2 separate regions of the Zea mays genome follow, and region 2 is linked to region 1. Evidence: chromatin contacts called from public Hi-C data. All regions are on one chromosome and are shown on one strand. The core of a region is the stretch at or near the end of the contact, and the rest is flanking DNA. Distances in the headings are between cores, read along the strand shown.

The links. A called contact is a pair of places that touch in the nucleus more often than the background predicts.
Region 2: a contact with region 1 is called in a Hi-C map of leaf, with 2.4 times the contacts expected there. The contact joins the promoter of LOC100285564 here to the promoter of LOC100191856 in region 1. A contact is called at or near these places in 12 of 25 Hi-C or Micro-C datasets (bundle sheath, ear, leaf and 1 more).

What each region holds. Positions count from the first base shown.
Region 1 is chr5:94,296,110-94,301,073 of Zm-B73-REFERENCE-NAM-5.0, forward strand. LOC100191856 (chorismate mutase) reads right to left here and starts at 1,269. Exons shown (of 5, transcript NM_001137280.2): 1 at 840-1,269. The coding sequence starts at 1,040.
Region 2 is chr5:94,461,922-94,467,054 of Zm-B73-REFERENCE-NAM-5.0, forward strand. LOC100285564 (dihydroflavonol-4-reductase) reads left to right here and starts at 2,192. Exons shown (of 6, transcript NM_001158455.2): 1 at 2,192-2,435; 2 at 2,623-2,780; 3 at 2,910-3,095; 4 at 3,213-3,568; 5 at 4,470-4,629; 6 at 4,736-5,133. The coding sequence starts at 2,327. The coding sequence ends at 4,807. It overlaps LOC118472037 (a long non-coding RNA gene), which reads right to left. Exons shown (of 5, transcript XR_004849520.1): 3 at 4,712-5,122; 4 at 4,207-4,638.

The sequences.
Region 1 (4,964 bases), core at 19-2,518:
GTACATTTTATTTTTTTCGTGCCAAGTGAATTTGAAACGAACAAATAGAGATAGGATTCAGTTCTTCAAATCAACACAGTGGAAAGCCATGTAGAGAAGTGTCAAGGGTGCTCAAAGAACCAAATCCATCTCTACCCCGGTAAGATCTGGGTTTCATCAAGGAGTGATTGCATATAATGTGAACCTAAAAGAAGAAGCACTTATTTCGTACTGAAGTTTTACAGCTGGTTTACTTTACTAGTTAGATCAAACCTAAGTGCTTAAGGGCATCTAGCGTAATGGTTAATGCTTCCGAGTACCACCTCTAGGTCCTGTCTTCTCGATCCCCCTCGAGGGCAAATTTCTGACTTGGTTAAAAAAATCCCTTTGTTGTGCCTCACCCGCCCACCCTTCGGTTGGTCGTTGCAGAGTGGATGGGGCCACGGTTCGAGAATTTTCTCGACCGTAATCATGTTTCGATCTATTTTTAAATATAATATCAGGAGGACGGTCTTTCTCTCTCCGACCAAATTTTTTTTAGATCAAACCTAAGTTGAGCATTTCACCAGACAAAAATAGGTAATCTGCAATGGCGATAACTGTAGCCTCTACGTTTCAGCTGAATTCCAAACACAACCAACGGGGGTGTCTAGGCGTTTAAAAATCTTGCCACCTTGAATCATAGGTAAGCTGACCACGTTTACAATAACAAACGATAGGTTCTGCCCGACCAAGAACTTGAGAGCGCAGTGGTTTGGCCCCATCCGCGTAGTTCCTCATCCAGGCAAGGCAATACAAGTCTTAATAACAGAGGAAACTGAGGGACGAACAAGAAAAGCACGAAAAAGGAAGAGGCTTGCCTTTGCGTTGAGGGCCTCTGCTTCCCGGACGAAGAACTCCACGAGCGAATGTTCTCCAGCGGTGGCGGCGGGCGCGTAGGCTGGCGCGTTCCGCGGATGCCGGGCGCGCTCGATGAGCGCGAACACCACGGAGTCCTCCAGCCGCACCAGCGCGTCGCGCACCGCGGCCAGGCTTAGCTGGTCGCCGCCCGCCGCGTCCATAGCGAGTAATGGATCGGAGTGTCGGAGGGAGGGCTAGAACGAATGGGGGTCGGTCGTCAGCCAAGCGTGAACTGCGGCCTGCTGGTGGGTTGCCTGGTGCAGTGGGGAAAGGCGCGTGGTTTGGGCCTCCCACACGGCGGTGGTGGTTGCAGTGGTGTTGACGCGGATGGCGAGTCGGCGACTTGTGGTCAGTCCACCCGTCCAGACCGTTGGTGGAAATGGTCGGAGTGGCCAATCACCAATGGGACCCAAGATGACCGGTTTTCTCCATCTCCAAGCTCCAAGTGCAGTACTGCAGTGACCGCTCAAGCGTGGAAACAGAAAAAAGACATGGTCAGCGGCTGATCAAGCCTAACACCAACTATAGCAGCGTGGAATGGAGTATTTGAGAGATTTGAGGTGTGTAAGCGTGAGTATGCGTGATATGGTGGCGGGTATAAATATCCTTGTAATCGAACGACCAGACATTCAAAAAAACTACTATTACTGAATCAAAAACACTGAAATAACAAAACAGTATTGTTGATAGTCACCTAGAAGCGGTGAATATGTGATACCTGAAATTCACAACTTAAACACAAACTTGGCACACAAATTAAAAGTTAGTACAAAACTAGATCCATAAGAGTGAGAAGGAGAGAAGTTCTTGCACTTGGTTGCTCACAACATTGCGGAATTAATTTGAGCAATATTACATGTGAAAAATGAAACAAGAACTTAAGAGTGAATCCTAATGAAAATAGAGCACACAAGACACAATGATTTTTCTCGTGGCTCCATCAAGCCTCAAATGCTTGTCTACTCCATGTTGTGGTGTCTCAACTGACGAGGGTTGCACTCAATATCTCTCAAGTGATCCAATGATCACCTTAAGCCCACAATCTTCATTATCAAATATAGATCTCCTCGCAAGGATCTCCACAGATCGGAGTCTCTTGCAGTCATACACAAGTTCAATAGAAGTTGCAACTCCAAATAACAGCAAGAGGGAGGAGTAGAACACAACGCAAGAGCAAAACACAGCCACACGACATAAGAATGCAGATCTCGAAAGCACGCTCTCACAAGAATGTCTAGAACTACTCAGAACAGTGATCAGGTCTATGTAGAATGACAAGAATGTGTTGTGGTAGCCATTGGAGTTTCCTCCAAAAACTGCTCTGCGCAGTGGCGCACTAGATCAGTCCGGTGCACCACCGGACCGAGAAGAGTAGTAAGCCTCTGGTATCTTGATTGGGACCTTCCAATTTGGGCCATCACGTGTTGCCCTACCGTTGATGTAATCGTTACGCACTGAAGTAGTCGTTACCACGTGAAAGGGAAATAGCCTCAACCATCTCCTATAATCGATTTTGGTGTTTGACGACCATCACAAAACTTATGGACTAACTAGTTTGCCTAGTTGGTCTTTTCTCCGATGCATAAAGTTCATATACATTTGTAAGGAAAATGGACCCTTAGGTCGTTTCTATAAATATGGGGCGAATCAGACTTGCACCAGCCTGCAATGCACCGGACAGTGTTCGGTGCCTAGGCTGGTGCGCCCAACGGACAGACCGCTCTCGGAAAAAACTCAGCGCTCCGCGGCTATAATTCACCGGACTGTCCGGTGTGCACCGAACTGTCCGGTGAGCCCACGGCCAACGGTCAACTTCGCCAATGGTCGACTGCCACCGGAGTCAGAAACCGTCAGAAAGTCATAAACGGTCAGGCGTCAGGTCGCACCGGACTGTCCGGTGCGCCACAGGGGCAGGCGGATCCAACGAATGACTGCTACACATGCCAACGGTCGAGTGACGTGGCAGGCACCGGACAATGAATAGTGTCGTGTACGGTGTGCACCGGACTGTCTGGTGCACCCGTCTACAGAAAGCTGCTCCTTTCTCTCCAACGGTTATAATTGTGGTGGGGGTTATAAATACAACCCCAACCACCTCCATTCAGCACACCCAAGCATTCAATGCATCCACATTCAATACAAGAGCAAGGAATTCATTCCAAGACACATTCAAAGCTTCCAATCATCTCCAAGTCCCACAATTAAGACAAGGGATCAATAGTGATTAGTGACTTGAGATAGTGTGATTCGTGTTTTATTTGTTGCTCTTGTTGCTTGACTTTTTAATCATGCTTTCTTCATCTCCTTCTAAACTCTCTAAGTGACTTGTAAAGCTAGCAAGAGACACCTTAGTGTGTGGTGATCCTTGCGGGATCTTTGTGATCCTTGAGATTAAGAAGAAGCACTCAATCGGTCTAGATGATCGGTTGAGAGAGGGAACCGAACCTCGGGAAACAAATCGTTGTGTTCATTTGCTTTGATCATTAACTTGTGATTTGATTCTCCCTCTCCCCTCTCTCTAAAAGTTCTCTTGCTCACAATCCTATGAGTTAGCTCCCAAAGTTATCTACATTGATTGAACAACTCATAGCAAGAAGAACTCTCTTCCGCACTCCGTATTCATTATTATTTGTTTCTAATCCTAACCCTAGGTGAAGTACGTGTTCAAAGTGTATAATTTACAGGTTTCATCTATTCACCCCCCCCCCATCTAGGAGACTTTCAATTGCTATCAAAGCCCAGTACTTCATTAGAGTCTAACAACTAGAAGTAATGTCGGGAGAACACGCCAAAAGGGAGATGATCACCGGGGGAAAGCCCGGATCTTCGTGAGAGAAAAATGAAGAAAAGACTCCGTCAAAGGAGGGCGGCTGTTGGGAGTATGCTTCGTAGCCGAAGATCCTAAAAAAAGAGAACACCTTCGGTAGATCCTCTCAAGAGCAGCGCCGAAGCTATCGCCTATAAAGCTTCGGCATAGTGACATGCCTCAAGACGAAGGGGTGAACCGACTTAAAGATGAAATGACCTAAAAGACCCATGATGTTCTGTGTCTTTATTGTAGTCGATTGTAAAGGGCATAAATGTAATTATACACAGGCTGCGCTCTATGCCTATAAATAGGTGAACAGTACCCCTGTACTGTTCACGCAATCTTGTAATCGCTGACACATTACACTGGAATTATTGCTTTCTGCCAAGGCGAAGGTATAAATGTACCTAAATATTATGTTTTAATATTTAGGTTTGTATAATAAAATATGTGAATAATATTATCTGTTTTTGGTACATCTTTCTCTAATGTTTTATATTTTATATTTCATTTTACATTGTCTTATAAGCCTGATCACGAAGTTGTGACCTTCGTGATATTTTGCTCATGGCCTTCGTCCGAAGTTCATTAAATCCTTGGGGAGATAATGCTTCAGCGGATGAAGGGCATTAATATAACATTTTATGTTGCCTTGTTCTTAATTCATAGCATTTAAGAACAAGTCCCCAACAGCGGCCACAAGCACAAGGAAAAAGATGAATCCGCCGGCTCCATCAAGTCACACAAGAAGGGCGATAAGAAGAAAAAGAAGATGAAGAAGGTTGTCTACTACGAGACCGATTCTTCCATGCCCTCAACCTCCGGCGTCGAGTCAACATCTTCGAAGCACTAAGAGCGTAAGAAGTGTAGTAAGATCCCTCTTCACTATCCTCGCATTTCCAAACGTGCTCCTTTACTTTCCGTTCCCTTAGGCAAACCACCATACTTTGATGGTGAAGATTATTGTATGTGGAGTGATAAAATGAGGCACCAGCTAACCTCACTCCACGAAAGTATTTGGGATATTATTGAATTTGGAGCGCAGGCACCTCAAGAGGGCGATGAGGATTACGACTTCGATGAGGCCGCCCAAGTAAGGCACTTCAACTCTCAAGCCACCTCCATACTCCTAGCTTCCTTGTCTAGAGAGGAGTACAAAAAGGTGCAAGGGTTGAAGAGTGCCAAAGAAATTTGGGACGTCCTCAAAACGGCGCCTGAAGGGGACGAAGTGACAAAGATCACCAAGCAGGAATGATCGAGGGAGAACTCGGTTGGT
Region 2 (5,133 bases), core at 942-3,441, 170 kb after region 1:
CATTGAGTTCTTTTGAACATAAATTCTAAATACATAATAACATATTCCCAGTAAAAAGAAGCACACATATTTATCTTTTTTTCCTCTGCACTAAATAAAAGTATACTTATTATATACTTGTCTCATGGATGATATATTTTAGAATTTACTACATAAATTACTCCACTAGGTGATACCTAATTCCATTCCCTCCATTTACCATGACGTTTTTCAAACAAATTTAAGTTTTTCAAGTGGACAAAATACTTTGTGAGCTTGTGTCTGTGTGTAGGGGGACTGTACAGTCCCTCACTTTTATATTTAATTTACATACTACTAAACTAAACAGTATAGTTAATCCGCAGATTTAATTAACCTTTCCATTCAATGCTGAGTTCCCATCAAGGGAACGATGCATAGATCTAACCATGCTATTATTTTGTAGGTCACTTTTTGGTTGATAAAGAGAAACATAATTGTTATTCCTATGCTAATCTTCAAATTGCATTTCCAAAAGAAGTTTTAAACATTATAGTCTATTTGCGGTTCAGTTTGATTTTCCTAGGTGTAGGTTAGCTGAGCAAACAAGGGGGAAAGTTGACGGCTCACGGCCACTGTGGCACACAGCCGTTGTGCTCGCCGGATAAACAAAAAAAATATCTGGACGAATAAACAAATTAGTCATAAAAACAAAAAAAATATAGATGAGAAATAAATCTGGACGGACAAATCAGCGACATAAACGAAAAATCTGGACAACAAAAAAAAATCAGTGAAAAAGACAAAAAGTATTAAAAAACATCCACTGTGTGGCTCGAACCCACAACCACTTGTGCTTTACCGACTGAGCTAGACAAGTTTCATGTACACAACTAAGCTCGTCGCCAAGATCTATGGCGCCGAGCTCGATATCACGTCGCCAGCGCAGCACGTACCTCGGCGCCATAGCCTATGGCGTCGAGCTGTGTTACCTCGGCGCCATAGGCTACGGCGCCGAGCAAAGGGTCCAAAAATGACATTAAAATTTTCTAGTGTCTAAACGTGATTTTTTTCCGAGAAAGGACCAAAATGTAAAAAATTCGGTCTAGATGGTTATTGTTAGAGATAATGGTAGTCAAATAGAAGATGTATTTTTGGGTGGGTACGCAAAGGATGTAATGAGTATCCAAAAATGGATGGGTATTAGAGAAAATCCAAAAGAGATGCTAAAACAACCTCAAAATATTTTTTAAGAAAAAAGGACGATAACTCCTCTCCAACAGACGCCTATTGTTTTCCCATTTTTTCGCTTCCCCCGCATCGATAGCTTCCCTCCTGCATATTTGCGGGAACCAGGACTCTCCCTAATCCATTCGCGTGCGTCCGTAGCAGTGGTTTCCCGCGTCTTCTCGCCGTGTGCTTCCTCACTGATATGATATGATCCTCTCCGCCTTCCCTGTCCTGATATGATATGAACCTCTGCCAACTAATATAATATAGGATGTATCTGTATTTTGTTTTAGAAAACCGAATCAGAAACATAGGATTGTAGGTAACAAAAGTCTATCAGTTTAGATGTTTTGGAGTTAGCAAAGATTTGCGTCGGCAGGCACCGAGGATTCGTGCCGACGTGGACGTCGAGGGCCCAGCGATGCATCACCCACTGGCCACTGGTGGCTCCGATCCTTCAGCGCGTCGCACAAGGCCGCGACGTTTCCCTCCCTTTCACCGACCCCGCACGACACTGGCAAGTGGCATGAGCGGAGCCCCACCAAACAACTGCGACGTGTCCGGGCACGTGATCCCTGCTGTGCTTGCAGGGCACCATTTTTTCAGCGTGATTATTATTGCTAGTACTATTACCAGCAGTACAGAAACAGCTGCTGGTGGCTGGTGGCACTGGCAGTCATAAACAAGAGATTAGAGACGGCTTCCTGCACTATTACCTGTACCACACGTTTAACACAATAGGCAGAAAATGATAATGGGATGACGGTTCGCCGTTGGCATTTGTATTCAAGGTTGACAGACACACACACCAGGCGCGGTATCCACTGGTGGTGTTGGTCTTCGTCGCCGTCAAGGTCGTAGCACTCGCGTTTCACATGACGGCCTGGTGCGACCGCGACCGCCTTGAGACACCCGCGTTCTGTGCCATTTCCGCCCCTTCACCGTACCATTTCGTCCCGATTCCGCGGATAAATGCTTGCCCCTATTTGCTCAGCCCGCTCTCGGACGAACCCATTCACCCGTCCGGCCGTCCGTGCGCGGCGCACCCACCCGGCACCGGCACCAGCATCACCGCCCGCCCGGCGCCCGTCACGCTCGAGAGGAGGAGGAAGAAGAAGGGACTGGGCGACAGCGCGCGATGGCCGCCGTCGTGTGCGTCACCGGCGCCGGCGGCTTCATCGGCTCGTGGATCGTCAAGATCCTCCTCGCCCGCGGGTACGCCGTCCGGGGCACCTCCCGCCGCGAAGGTTGGTACGCGCTGGTCGCTGCCTGCTCCTCCCCTCCCTCCCTCTCTCTCCGTTGTCCGTTCCGTCTCCTCTCCTCCTCGCAATCCCAACAAAAGCGCCGGAATGTCTCTGACGTGACGGGTTGTCTTTGGCTGTCGCTTGTGGCGGCGGCTGGATCTCTCGAATCCCGACTCGGCTGGCGGCGCAGCTGCTGACCCCAAGAACGCGCACCTGTGGGCGCTCGACGGCGCGGCGGAGCGCCTCACCATGCTGCAGGTGGACCTGCTCGACCGCGCCAGCCTCCGCGCCGCCTTCCGCGGCTGCGACGGCGTCATCCACACCGCCTCGCCGATGCACGACAACCCCGTAAGCACCGCCGCCCGCCCGCCCGCCCGCCAATGACGAGACCTCGCCTCTTGCCCTCTCCTTGGAAGCAGTACAACACGAGAGCGCAAGGATTAAAACTGAAGCTTCTCATTCACCCCTGGCTTGCAGGAGGAGATCATCGAGCCGATTATCGCCGGGACGCGGAACGTCGTGGAGGCGGCGGCGGACGCCGGCGTGCGGCGCCTGGTGCTGTCCTCCACCATCGGCACCATGTACATGGACCCGCGCCGCGACCCCGACGCCCCGCTCGGCGACTCCAGCTGGAGCGACCTCGAGTACTGCAAGAGCACCGAGGTAAACAAAAAACTCTCGCCCGGCCTGCGAATCAATTAGTACAAAAGAAAGAACCCCCGCTCCGGCGCGCGGCCAGTCCTGAGTCCTGACGCCGTTGGAATGAATGAATTCTCACAGAACTGGTACTGCTACGCAAAGACGGTGGCGGAGCAGGGCGCGTGGGAGGCGGCGCGGGCGCGGGGGCTGGACCTGGCGGTGGTCATCCCGGTGGTGGTGCTCGGCGAGCTGCTGCAGCCCAGTATGAACACCAGCACCCTGCACATCCTCAAGTACCTCACGGGACAGACAAAGGAGTACGTCAACGAGTCGCACGCCTACGTGCACGTCAGGGACGCCGCCGAGGCGCACGTCAGGGTGCTGGAGGCGCCCGGAGCCGGCGGCCGCCGGTACGTCTGCGCCGAGCGCACCCTGCACCGCGGCGAGCTCTGCCGCATCCTCGCCGGACTCTTCCCGGAGTACCCTATTCCGACAAGGTATGGGCATTTTAATAATGGTTTCGTCGTTTCGAACAATGTGCTATCAAAGGAAATAGTGGTGGACTGCTCCAAAAATTCAACTTGTGCACGATGATATTTGAAGAAATCCATGGCCAGGAGGGTTTATGACGAGTAGCCTAGTTGGTCTGCTCAGTAACGACTAGTTAATGTCCTTTGGACAAGGTCAAGAATAGCTCTCCATGGATAGAAAAGTCCATCTGATGATGCTGCACAGTACTTTGTTAGCTACGAGTCAGATGATGGGTATCCATGCTTAGATAAGCCAAGATACTCCACGTAATAGAAAACTGAAACCCGGAGTGCATTTTAGTCATGTGAATGATCATGCGGCCCAGTCTTTTCTTACTCTCTCCGTTCTAATTTATAATTCGCTTGATTTTTTACTCTAAGTTTGACTGACTTATCTTATTTAAAAAATTTATAATTATTGTTATTTTTCGCGGTGATATTGTTTTACTTTAAATGTGGCATTGAATTTTTCAATTTTTCCAAAAAAAATGAATAGGACGAGCCGGTCAGAAAAAACCGAATGAATTTTAATTTAGTAACTGCGCTTGGCTTGCAATTGCAAATGTTATGCTGATAAACTGAAGAGGTAGGTGTGACCGACTGACCGGTGCCTTGGACGATTCCTTAAAAGCAAAGCAATGCCTATTCTTTCCTTTGAAGGCAGCACATGGATGGACGACCCTAGGGGTACCTCAAGGCAAAAAAGAAAAAAAAAACATCACCTTGTTTTGAAGATATAGCAACAACAACATATATACATGGTGTCTGCCTGTCTGGAGTCCCAAACTGCTTCGAGACAAATGCATTTGCTCTTTGCTGTTGCAGCACTACACTGATAGCATGCTATTTTTTTGTTTTGTTTTTGCAGGTGCAAGGATCAGGTGAACCCACTGAAGAAGGGCTACAAGTTTACGAACCAACCTCTGAAGGACCTTGGCGTCAAGTTCACGCCAGTGCATGGGTACCTGTACGAAGCAGTGAAGTCCCTTCAAGACAAGGGGTTCCTCCCGAAGACATCTGGCGCCAAGGTAATAACACTAAAAAAAGAGAACACCCCTTGAAGATCACTTGAACACACAGAGCTTACGTTTCATGTGCACATATTCTTACTGTTGCCTTTTTTTGTTGTTCCAGGTGCCTGAACGACGCAGCTGCCTGCCTCAAACGACATCACAGCCACCACCCGAAATCGTTTCGAAACTTTGAGGTGGATCTGCACACGTGCTCAAACTGGCCATGTGTTTTTTTGTCAGAACAAGCCGTTCATTTGATTGGTTATTAAAAGATTTTGGGCAGTCTGTTCTTACATAGCAAAAATGTCTTGTCTCTGTCTATGGTGCATCCTGTTGCTTTTGCACTACAACTATACACATCCTTGTCTGGGTAGTCTGTTCTTTACATAGCAAAATGCGAAGTCTGCAGGGTGATTTCAGCGATGATGGAAGCATGCCCGCCCACCTCTTGACTGCATGCGCTGGTCAGCTGCGGCTTATTCTACACATCTTGCTTGTCTGTACTAGCCTGAGTTCAAC